3 separate regions of the Zea mays genome follow, and all the other regions are linked to region 2. The links are chromatin contacts, called in public Hi-C maps. All regions are on one chromosome and are shown on one strand. The core of a region is the stretch at or near the end of the contact, and the rest is flanking DNA. Distances in the headings are between cores, read along the strand shown.

Region 1 (3,531 bases), core at 658-3,157, 190 kb before region 2:
TTCGAGAATTTTTTTTAAAACTACAGAAGCATTCAATCAGTCGTTCATTGGTTGAGCGAATGAATCAACAGAACAATTAATATATAGAACATATCAATGAAATCGTTAAGGGAAAATTTTGCAAGATAACAACAAATAACATATAGCCATATAGGTAGTAGTTAATATAACGTATCTGTTTCAACAGAACTAGTGTTTACAATAAAACTAGAAATTAGCGATAATGCATGCATCAACAAATTGTAAGCATCATATCATAAAATGGTATAAAAGGGTATCTAGCTTACCACTAATAGATGAGATGACTTTTATATATAGAAGACACATACTATCCAAAATAAGTAGAGCAAAAAGTGAACTAGACAAGTTGGCATGTACAAAATAGTAAGTGCTTTGTTATGTACCAGTACCAAGATGATGCAAGAACAGATGCATGATGTTATTATAAGTCTACATGCTTTGGTGTTCAGACAAGCATCTAGTGAGCAAAAGAACTTGCTTCGACACTTGGCTCATAGCGAACATTGTAGCAAATAAAGTTAGGCAAGTGTGGCAAAGCCGTATGCTCAGCCACGACAACATGGTTGTAGTATATTTGGTAAAAAGACTCAGTTTATAACAAGCGATTCATCGGGACAAGGAAGCATGGTGGGCCATAATTTTGATAATCAAGTAAACATTTGCCAAAGAAAGCATGGCTCACCTAAATTAAAGGTGGCAAACTAGACTTCCTGATCAATATTACCAAAGCAATTTCCTTCCTCGAGCGGTGAGAACAAGTAAAATAAACTTAATTAATAATTCATCAAGTCCAAATAATGATACCTCACATTTGTCCACCGTCTTATCTGAACTTTCGGCAAGAGCTGACCCCTTCCGATTTAATGGAGTACGTTGAAGTATCTCCTTTGGCGGTTCTGTTCGCGCCTTTTTCTTCGAGGTACCTTTTGAGTTCTCAACGTCTTGACGTTTCTCCCTATTCTTACCAAATAGATCCATTAAGCTATCATAATGGTCAATCGTCTTCATCATCCATTTCTTTGCTTCTGGTTTTCTCTACAAAACAAAGCAGGGGCTTTCGGTGTTTTTTTTTCTATCCAACAGAGAAGTCAACGCCTATTCTTGACTGAATTGATAGCGCACACAAACCTCGATCAACTCCCTCCAAACATTTGGGTCGGCATTGAATCTTCTGCTCTCTGGGCACCACCTAAACCGATTATCTTCACCAAGGAGGTTCCTACATTCATTGAACGATTCCTTGATATGCTTTAGGCGATTTTTTATATTGTTCCGGTCGATCACCACGCCAAACCTCTCACCCACACCGGTGATGATGCTATCATATGCCACCGATGAGAATTTGGACTCACTCCTGTTCCCAATGGCTTGCTGGTGAAGCAGCGAATCAATAAGATATTCGTTCATTCTATCGGACCAGAAAACCGCGTCACGGCCTGAAGCATGGCCGGACTTATTGGGGGACATGGGGATTATGTCGAACCCAAAATTCTTGATGTAATAAACTCCACAGGCACCTTTGAGCTCCGGCTGCGCTGATCCTACACGAGGAAGAAAATCCTAACCAAATCACGGATAAATCGACTGATTAGTAGAGAGTGAGCGGGCACACAATTCCACAACTAACCGGATGGAGATTACGAAACCAACTCATACCCGGAGCAATCCGCCCAGCTAACCTACGATTACTCACCAGTTAAAAGAGGAAATCACCCCATGATCGGATTAACCTCCATTCCACTCCAGACCCAAGGGAGAATCCGGGACTGACTGAGGAGCGGCCAGTGGAGGACCAGCCGGAAACAACGGTTGTGCTCGGCGTCGGTGGAGTTGGGGACGCCGGGCGCGACTCGAAGTGGCGTCAGTTGTCGTTTGGTTCTATAGTAGATGGTGGAAAAGGGACGGCGATGTTACACGGTAAAACGTCTTGTACTCTAAATGTAGGGTTCAAACGCGTCCTCTAGGCGTCCAGCAAGGTACTTTATATGGCACTCTAAATTTTAGAGGACGCCGCACGCATCCTAGATGTGGAGAATTGCAGACGTCCGATATCCGGGCGAGGAGTCGGGCTCGCGCGGGGGTGAAAAATCCGGAGGCGCTGTTGTGCCGTCGCTGGCGACTTCGATCCATCTCGGCGAGGGGGCCTCGCGGCGCTGCTCCTCGGCGCCGCCGGCCAAGCTGGGCTCAAAGAGGCCGTGCTCGAGCGGGTCCGGAGGTGGACCGCTCTCGGTGGCTGGAGGCAAGGAGGTGGCCGCCGACGAGTCAAAGATCCAAGGAGCGGGTGTGACCGTCGGTGTTCGTCGCCGTCGAACCGCCATCGCCAAGAAGCTGAGAAGATCCACGGCGCCGACGAAGGAAGGTGGGGAGAAACACAAGCGCATCTCGACGTCGCCATCATCATCGTCTTCCATTCGGTCGGGTGGTCCAGATCCGAAGACAAAAAGGTAAACATTGAAGATCGATTTTGCTTTCTATGATTCTAGTACTTGAAATGCTACAACTCGTCCAGATCTAGGGTTAGGTTCACCGAACATACATTGGATGGATGTAGGATTCCTTGAGCACTAGGTTTTCTGTTCATAATTTTTGTTGCCATTAAGAAAATTTGATTGTGGTACAAGCTTCGATGTTCTAGTAAACGATGTGTATTTACAAATACATGGCGACTGCTTTAGACAGACTGAATCATGACCACTATTGTATCTCTTGATAATTGATGTTCACATTAAGGAAATTTCTTTGTGCTAGAAGCTTTGTTCATATAGGAATCGAGGTGTATTCACAATTACTTGGCCAATGCTTTTGACACACTGAATCATGACCACTAGGTTTTATCTTGATAATTGATGTTCATAATTCATGTGATGATTTGAACTGCCTATTGGCAATACTAGCTGCTCCGGAGTATATTTACCATCAATGTAGCAACTAGGCCACGGTATACATAAAATTTTCACGTACATATATTAACACAACCATATGTTTTATGTAGACCATGGATTCGAAGAACGCAAAGCTCCGAAGAGTACTCGCTCATTTAATCAGAGTAGTGGAGCAGCGTTGTGCCGACATCGTCGATGTCGTCCACGGTGCCTTCCAACCAGTTAGCGGACCAGTCCTCAATGAAATGAATCGTGCTTTAGTTCAGATCGAGGACCTTGCCAAGGACCTTGATCACCTTGCACTGGAAAAAGACTGGGAGATGGAGCACATGGCCCCTTCTCCAATTGCTGAATCATCAGAAACAGAGGATGAGCTTCTGCTTGATTATGATTCAGAGTTGAATCCTGACGATATCGTCGGCTACGACGACGGACGCGACTACTCCACCGACGACACCTATCCCTACTAGATTAGCATGCACCTAAGGAATATGTGTATGTGTTAGGTTTATGTTAGTGGAACTAGTCTTTTGTATGTGAACACAACAGATGTGTGGCACAAGTTAGTGGTTTAGTTGATGTCATGTTTATGTTGTCGACACCTATCTGGACGCGATGTTGATGACAT
Region 2 (3,501 bases), core at 310-2,809:
TAACATGTGACACCATCATTTATGATTTACCCATTATTGCACATAATACCACAAAAACTTTTTAACTAAAATACATAAGCTAAGTGAGCCGCCTAATATTGTTGAGATAGTTGTTACGAGTAACATACAATATTTGTTGTCTACCTATATACATGTTCCCTATATACATAATTGTTTTTTAGTGAGTTGGTTGAGGACCATTAAGCCATCATGAGACATGCAATGAATAACATAATTCTTCACTCACTCACGCATACATATGTTACGTCACTCATTATGAACCACTAGACACCAAAGTAGACTAGAAATGCAACCCATGTGGCCTACAAGTTATAAAACATGAGCAAAACCAAATAGATTGTTAATCACTAAACCATGAAACAATGATAAAAGTAATGTGCGTAGTTAGCGATGATAAAGAGGGACGATATAATTGTGATTGCTTACTAGTGATATAACCAACATTGCGTCTAGAAAACAATGAAATATCCAAAGGTGCATATTGATCTAGGTGCAATTGATTACTCAAGAATCACACACTTAAAATATCATCTTATACCATTAAGTGAGATATAAGGTTTTTATTGATTTAACACAACGCTCGATCAAGGAAGAAAAGCCTTCCTTCTCCGTCGCTTCTTCGTTCCTCCAGCCACATCTTTCGATAGCGTTGTGCTTTCTCCTCTTACAAACTTAATAATTTTAGCATATATAGCTTCATACATACAACAATTGGAGGAACATCATCAATTCATGTAATAGTAGTACGTCCAAGAGTATTATTTCCTTATGTAATCTTTTCTACAAGTAACCATGTAGACCGCGCTGCAGAAAGCCATTAACTAAAACACATGAGTGAGGTTTTGATCGTTGAGCTAGTTGATATAAGCCGGCTTAGACACAATAACTAAGGAGCTTTGTGAGAGAGACAAGTGATGTCTTACACTAATAATGAAGAGCTAACTACTATATAGATATGCTAAATAGTATAAACTGCAAAGATTCTTGAAGCCAACAGTCGATTGTATTATTAAATCTGCTCTAACGATACCTACCACCTATCTACGCACAAGTGCTATGAAATTAATTCTTGTTGTGGACCTTTAAGCCAAATGTGTGGCGCATAAACATATTCTTATTTTACTCATCCATTCTATTCATGCATACTCTTTTCTCCCTTTTTATTCGTTAGACTATTTTCAACAGTTTCTCTATCCTATCTCTTATTTTATTCTATATTTTAAATTTCTCATGGCAAACATCACGTCCCTCTATTTTACACGAATTGAACTATCGATCAAAACGACTAGCCGTTCCTCGGGAACCCTCAAGCCTCAAATCCAGCTTTGTTTGTCTCCCCGTATCTTTTTCCTCCAAGCTACACGCAGCGCGGGCCGCGGCGACTCAACGAGCAGAGCTGAAAATTGGAGGGGAAATGTCAGTCCACACGAGCAAACCCCAAACATTCAAAAAAAAACCAGTCGTGACTGTCTCTGACCACTCCGTACCCCGCAACCCTCGCCAGGGTAACCAGATCAAACCACACTCGACCCAAACCCGCCCCACGCAGCGCAGGCCGCGTATCCACGGCCGAGGCTGCGGCGCAGACCCCGCGCGTCAGTTACCGCAGGCGCGCGGACGCAGCGCCGGATGATCCAAAAAAACAAAAACAAATAAAAAAACCCGCAGGAAAACGCGAGAGAGCACAGCACAAGGCCGCCGGTCCCTTCTCCCCAAGTTCTTCCCACTACTCGCCGCTTCCTGCTCGGACCGCCGCGGCGACTGGCCGGAGATCCAGCCGCCGGGAGCGCGGAGGTCGGCCGGTAGCTGCCGTTTCCTGCTGGTGAGCGCGGAGGCCGTCCGGGCTCCTGCTGGGGAGGGGTGGATGGATTCCCTTGTTCAAGGAGTTGTTTCCCCCCCTCTCTCTATCTCTTTGTTCTGCGAAGGAATCCGAATCTCCCTCCGCTCCGGCTCGGTTTGGTGCGCCCAGTGGTGCCTTACTGACCTATTCCTCTATTCGGGTGGTTTGATTAGGTGGTTGCTGCTGGAGATCGGCGGACGGAAGCAGTTGGTGCCACAGGGCTTCGTGCTGCCGAATTTCCCAGATATTTTGGGGGTTCGGTTGAACCCCCATGCCCGACGCCACTGTGAGTTGCTTTCTCTCCCAAATTGCCCCAGGAATTATGCTTCTTTTGCTCGCTTGCTTCCTCCCTTCCTTTTTCGGTAGGGTTGCTGGTGCGGAGTCTTTGCTTCAGACTAGTTTTTTTTTTCTTTTTCTGGGAAACGAATTACACGTAGTCACTTTGGCTCATTTTGTTGTCCGTTATATTTGCATTGTCCGGAATTTCTTAATCATGCCGGAGTAGGTTTAAACTAGGGTTTAGTGCAGCCCACGCTGTTTAGATGGCTTACCATTTCGTGAACTCTAGATGAGAGGAATAGTGGAGTTTGATCACCTGATGGGGTTTTTCATCTTATGTAGGGGCTTGAAATGGGCCTTAAAGGCTCTAAGGGAGCTCCAGTACCAGGAATGGAAGGGGGTGTGGCAAAGGCTCCTGCTTCCTTGGAGGAAAACAAGTCCTCTGCTGATGAGGATCTTGGCAGAGGGCCTGCCTTGACTGGGAAGAAAAGGAGGGACTGCAGGGGTTCTGCGGATGAGGACAGAAACGTGACAAAAAGGGTGTTGAGATCCGACGCAATGAAGCTGCGGGCTGAGGCTGAGGCAGCTTGTGTGGTAGCTGTGGAGGTTAGTAAAACTGACAGTTTGGAGAGGAAACGCTGTGAGGCTATTGTGGAGGCTGAGCCTTGTAATAGCAGGCTGCTGATGGAAGTTACTTGCAATGGTGAGGAAGCCAACGAATTGGTTAACTTGGACTCCAGTGACGTCTCGGAAGAGTCAGCTAGGTGTTCTGAGAATAATATGGGAATGCCTAGTGTTCCTGCAACAGATTCTTCTCAAGATAACGGTTTAGGCACGCAAAGTAGCCTTGCAGAATCAGATATTAAGACAATGAAGTCAGATGAGAAGATGTCTACTGCAACTCTTTCAGAGTGCAATGACTCCAGAGCTGGAATGAACAGTTTGAGTGTTGATGAGGCTCAAGATGACAAAGTGAGACATGGGCCTTGTCAGGGTGAGGTCATAGACTCAGCAATGGCTAATGATGCTGGCACAAGTACAAATTTAATCAAAATCAGCCCTACCAGCGGATCAGAATCTGTTAAGCAGGAGAATAATGTGGTTGGTACCGAGGAAGTGATACTCCACAGTAGCGATACGAAAGTTGAGAAGCATTCTCACATTGACGATGTTTGTACAGAAACTGAGATTTCTTTGACTGATAATGGAATATGCGCAGTAGATAACCACACCGATCTAACTGGGTGCACTAAGCAGGAGGAGAGGGGCAGCCCCATGAATGAAGCCAATGATGTTTCATCACATGACATTGTATTTACAAGGAGAGGTAGAAAATCATGTGAGGCAAAGCAGAGGACATG
Region 3 (3,334 bases), core at 504-3,003, 130 kb after region 2:
AACGGTGGCGAGGATGACCAACTGGTCATTGTTGTCGGTCCTCCCCTGCGTCACCTATGGCGCCAAGATGACGCCACAATCCTCGATATAGTAGTCGTCGAACGCGCGCGACATACCGAGTACTGATGACTCTTGGTTGGGCTGTAAAACGAAGTGCACCTAGGCTCATCAGCAAGGTAGTACCCTGGCCGTTGCACCACCGGATGCGCTACTCCTCTACATACATCGTGTTCGAGGATACTCATACAACGTCAGCAACGGCCATCGTCTCAGCGCACAAGAATTCATGGCCAGTCGGTAGCGACTTACGTGGCAGGTTGGGCTTCAGGTGGACGATGAGCTGGACGACGTGATGGCGTTGTCGTCGAATGCGGTGCCCAGAACAACCCGAGAGTCGCCGACGTCGGCGACGACCATGAGGTCCCCCTGCTTGACGATGGACAACGCGAAGCAGCCGCTCTGCACCGCGTCCAAGCGGCGGCTGTGCCGGAACTTGTCGTACATAGCGGCACATGCGACCACGTAGGACTGTTTCTAGAGGTCGAACTGGCAGTCGCCAAGTTTCTTCTTGTCGTCGATGAGCGACCCTAACACGAGTGCCTCCTGCTAATAGAGTTTGTTCGGGGTTTTCAAGTAAGAAACATAAATTCATGTTTGGCGTTGGTTTATAAAAATGACTCACAAGTCAGATCCATGGAAAAAATATTACGAAGAATAAATGTCACACATGCAAAAAAATAATTTAAGTTGAAAACACTATTCAAACAAAAGAAATTGCATGCAAGACTCTTCTTTAAATACTACTCCCTTCATCCAAAAATATAATTTAAGAATCTCGGTGATACTTATCTACTACTACGCATTGTGCAAGGATAGCAGGTGGGCTTGAGGAGAGATGTAGTAGATGTGTTTTCTGTTATAGATGTAGACATAAACACACATGTGGTGTAGTGGTAGCTACTGCTAACATTTGCTTGAGAGGTCATGGATTCAAATCCCTTTGGGGCCATGTGTATTTTTTTTTAATTTTAGCTAGACTTCGGTTGTACTGGTGGCAGAACATGGGAATGGACTGTGCGCGGGGAGGAGGGAATCGGAAAGGCAGGGAATGGACTGTGCGCGGGGAGGAGGGAATCGGAAAGGCAGAACAGGGAATGACAGAACGCGGAATGGCCGACTACTATCACAGCCTTAATAAGTAGTAGAGATTAGCTTATGAGAAATGAGGTGGTGATGAATCAATCCATTTTATTCCACAAACCAAATAAAAAAAGTGAGGAGTGAGAAGAAAATGAACCACTTTATTGCTCAAACCAAACACACTATAGGTGAATCGGTTAGAGCATCTCCAACAACGTGACCTATAAAAATGCCCTATAATTTGAAAATGAGTATATTTTATAGAATTTAGGGCACCAACAAAACACCCCGCTCCAACAGTAAAGCCCCAAATCTAGATTATAGGGCAGCCCACTACGGTGTAGTATATTTGAGTCACTTGAGAGGGTGCCCTATAGTTTTTTGACAAAATTTTATGAAATAGAGCACTGTTGGAGTAGTTTTTCCTGTGTAGAGCCCTATATTTTAATTTGAGGCACTAGTTTGAGGCATCGTTAGAGATGCTCTTAGGACTAATTTGGTGATCGGGGATCCCTAGGGGAAGAAATCCTCTTACTTTTCAAAATTGAATTGGAAGGGATTCCTCCCCCATGGATCCCCTTGGGATACCTAATCACCAAATCAGCTCTTAGTAAGAATATTATCCTTGCACATAACATTGTTTATCGCGACCTCGGCGGGTAGATTCGCCGCCGCCCACAGCCCACCCGGTCGCTGGGGCCTCCCCGTCGTCGCCGGTCGCTCGACATTCCCCGTGCCGGTCCGCGCTTCCGATCCCCAGCGCTTCCCCGAGTCGCTGCGTGCTCGCGTTTCCCCGAGCCAAGGGTCGAAGGTCGATTCAGCGCCGTCCTCACCGGAGCTTGTCCACGCCCCCTTGTCCCTTCGCGCCCGCTCCTTCGCCGGAGACCACCACGCTGTCCTTGAGCCCGTCTTCTCGGGAAACGGCGCTTCACGCCCTGCAAGCGGGACGACCCCGTCCCGCATCTACGGTGAATATTCGCCTGTGGGACGAGCCCATCCCACTTCTCCTCACATCCAACCAAACGCCAGCGAGAAGAGGACCGTCCCGTCCCGTTACGGTTCGTCTCTCCACCCCTAGTTCCCCAAACCGGGGCATCGATTCATCGAACCCTGCCCGGAGACGCGAGCAATCATAGACAGGCATGGCGATCGCTCGGACCGGCGTGTACGTCGACGACTACCTCGAGTGTGAGACTTACGCGCCCCTATTTCACGGATTATGAAGTTTTCTACCCCCTCCGATTGTTCGTCCGTACCAGTTTATTTTGTGTTTGGAATCGTGTAGACTCGAGCACCCTGGCCGGCGACCTGCAAAGGATTCTCTCCACCATGCGCGAGCTCGATGACAGGGCACATGGTGATGATTTCTTCCCCATCTCTGTTTTTCTTATGTTTGCTTATCTTGTACTCCCTCAGTCTCCAAAAAAGTGCAACTTCAAATCTTGTCCAAGTCTGGCCACTTTAAATTTGACTAAGTTTGTAGAAAATAGTTTCAAAAGCTAAGCTATGACAATATGTTACACGATGAATATTGATGCCTATTTGATGTCATAAATCGTAGGCATACTAGTTTATTGTACATTTTTTTGGTCAATTTAAATATGGTCTGACTTAGAACTGTATCGAGAATTGCACTCTTTTCGGGATGGAGTATGTAGACAATTTCTTTTAGTCAGTTGATTCTAAGTTGGCATTTTCATGAACTGTAGACTTTATCCAAGCACTTATTGCTGCTTGATGTGATGATGATAAGTGAATGATTGTTTTTGCCTATGCGATTTTGTGTTTCAGGCATTATGGGTCAGACCAAAGAACAGATAAAGTATATTCTAGGAGTATCATCCCATGGGTATGACAGGTCAAACATGGATGATGATGAGTCGGAGAGGATGAAGAAGGACATTGAAGCTAGCCAGGACAATGCTCTGAATCTTTGCACCGAGAAAGTCTTACTGGCACGCCAAGCTTATGACCTGGTACTGCTTCTTTCCTGTTGTTTCCCTGTGGTCCTAGGTTTAAGAAGCTTCGGTATGAGTTCTTTTCAATTTTAAATGCTCACCTAGTGCAACAATACATTTGTTTCATATTTGATAACTATCTTAGTTGCTGTTTCTTTTCTATTCCCCTATCAGGTCCAACTTTTTTTTTATCTGAAATCCAAAAGGAACTATGAGAGTATGCATTTGTAATTTTA

The links. A called contact is a pair of places that touch in the nucleus more often than the background predicts.
Region 1: a Hi-C map of leaf shows a contact between it and region 2, with 10 times the contacts expected there. The contact joins the promoter of LOC100502172 here to the promoter of LOC100272699 in region 2. A contact is called at or near these places in 4 of 25 Hi-C or Micro-C datasets (bundle sheath, ear, leaf and 1 more).
Region 3: a Hi-C map of leaf shows a contact between it and region 2, with 6 times the contacts expected there. The contact joins the promoter of LOC100191229 here to the promoter of LOC100272699 in region 2. A contact is called at or near these places in 3 of 25 Hi-C or Micro-C datasets (ear and leaf).

Annotation. Positions count from the first base shown.
Region 1 is chr1:282,435,683-282,439,213 of Zm-B73-REFERENCE-NAM-5.0, forward strand. LOC100502172 reads right to left here and starts at 1,908. Exons shown (of 8, transcript NM_001196650.1): 1 at 1,715-1,908; 2 at 1,150-1,562; 3 at 826-1,056. The coding sequence starts at 1,488.
Region 2 is chr1:282,629,691-282,633,191 of Zm-B73-REFERENCE-NAM-5.0, forward strand. It overlaps LOC100272699 (Acyl-CoA N-acyltransferase with RING/FYVE/PHD-type zinc finger protein), which reads left to right and starts at 1,560. Exons shown (of 11, transcript NM_001360101.1): 1 at 1,560-1,843; 2 at 2,035-2,147; 3 at 2,483-3,501. The coding sequence starts at 2,133.
Region 3 is chr1:282,762,720-282,766,053 of Zm-B73-REFERENCE-NAM-5.0, forward strand. It overlaps LOC100191229, which reads left to right and starts at 1,754. Exons shown (of 8, transcript NM_001136663.1): 1 at 1,754-2,328; 2 at 2,426-2,497; 3 at 2,932-3,116. The coding sequence starts at 2,283.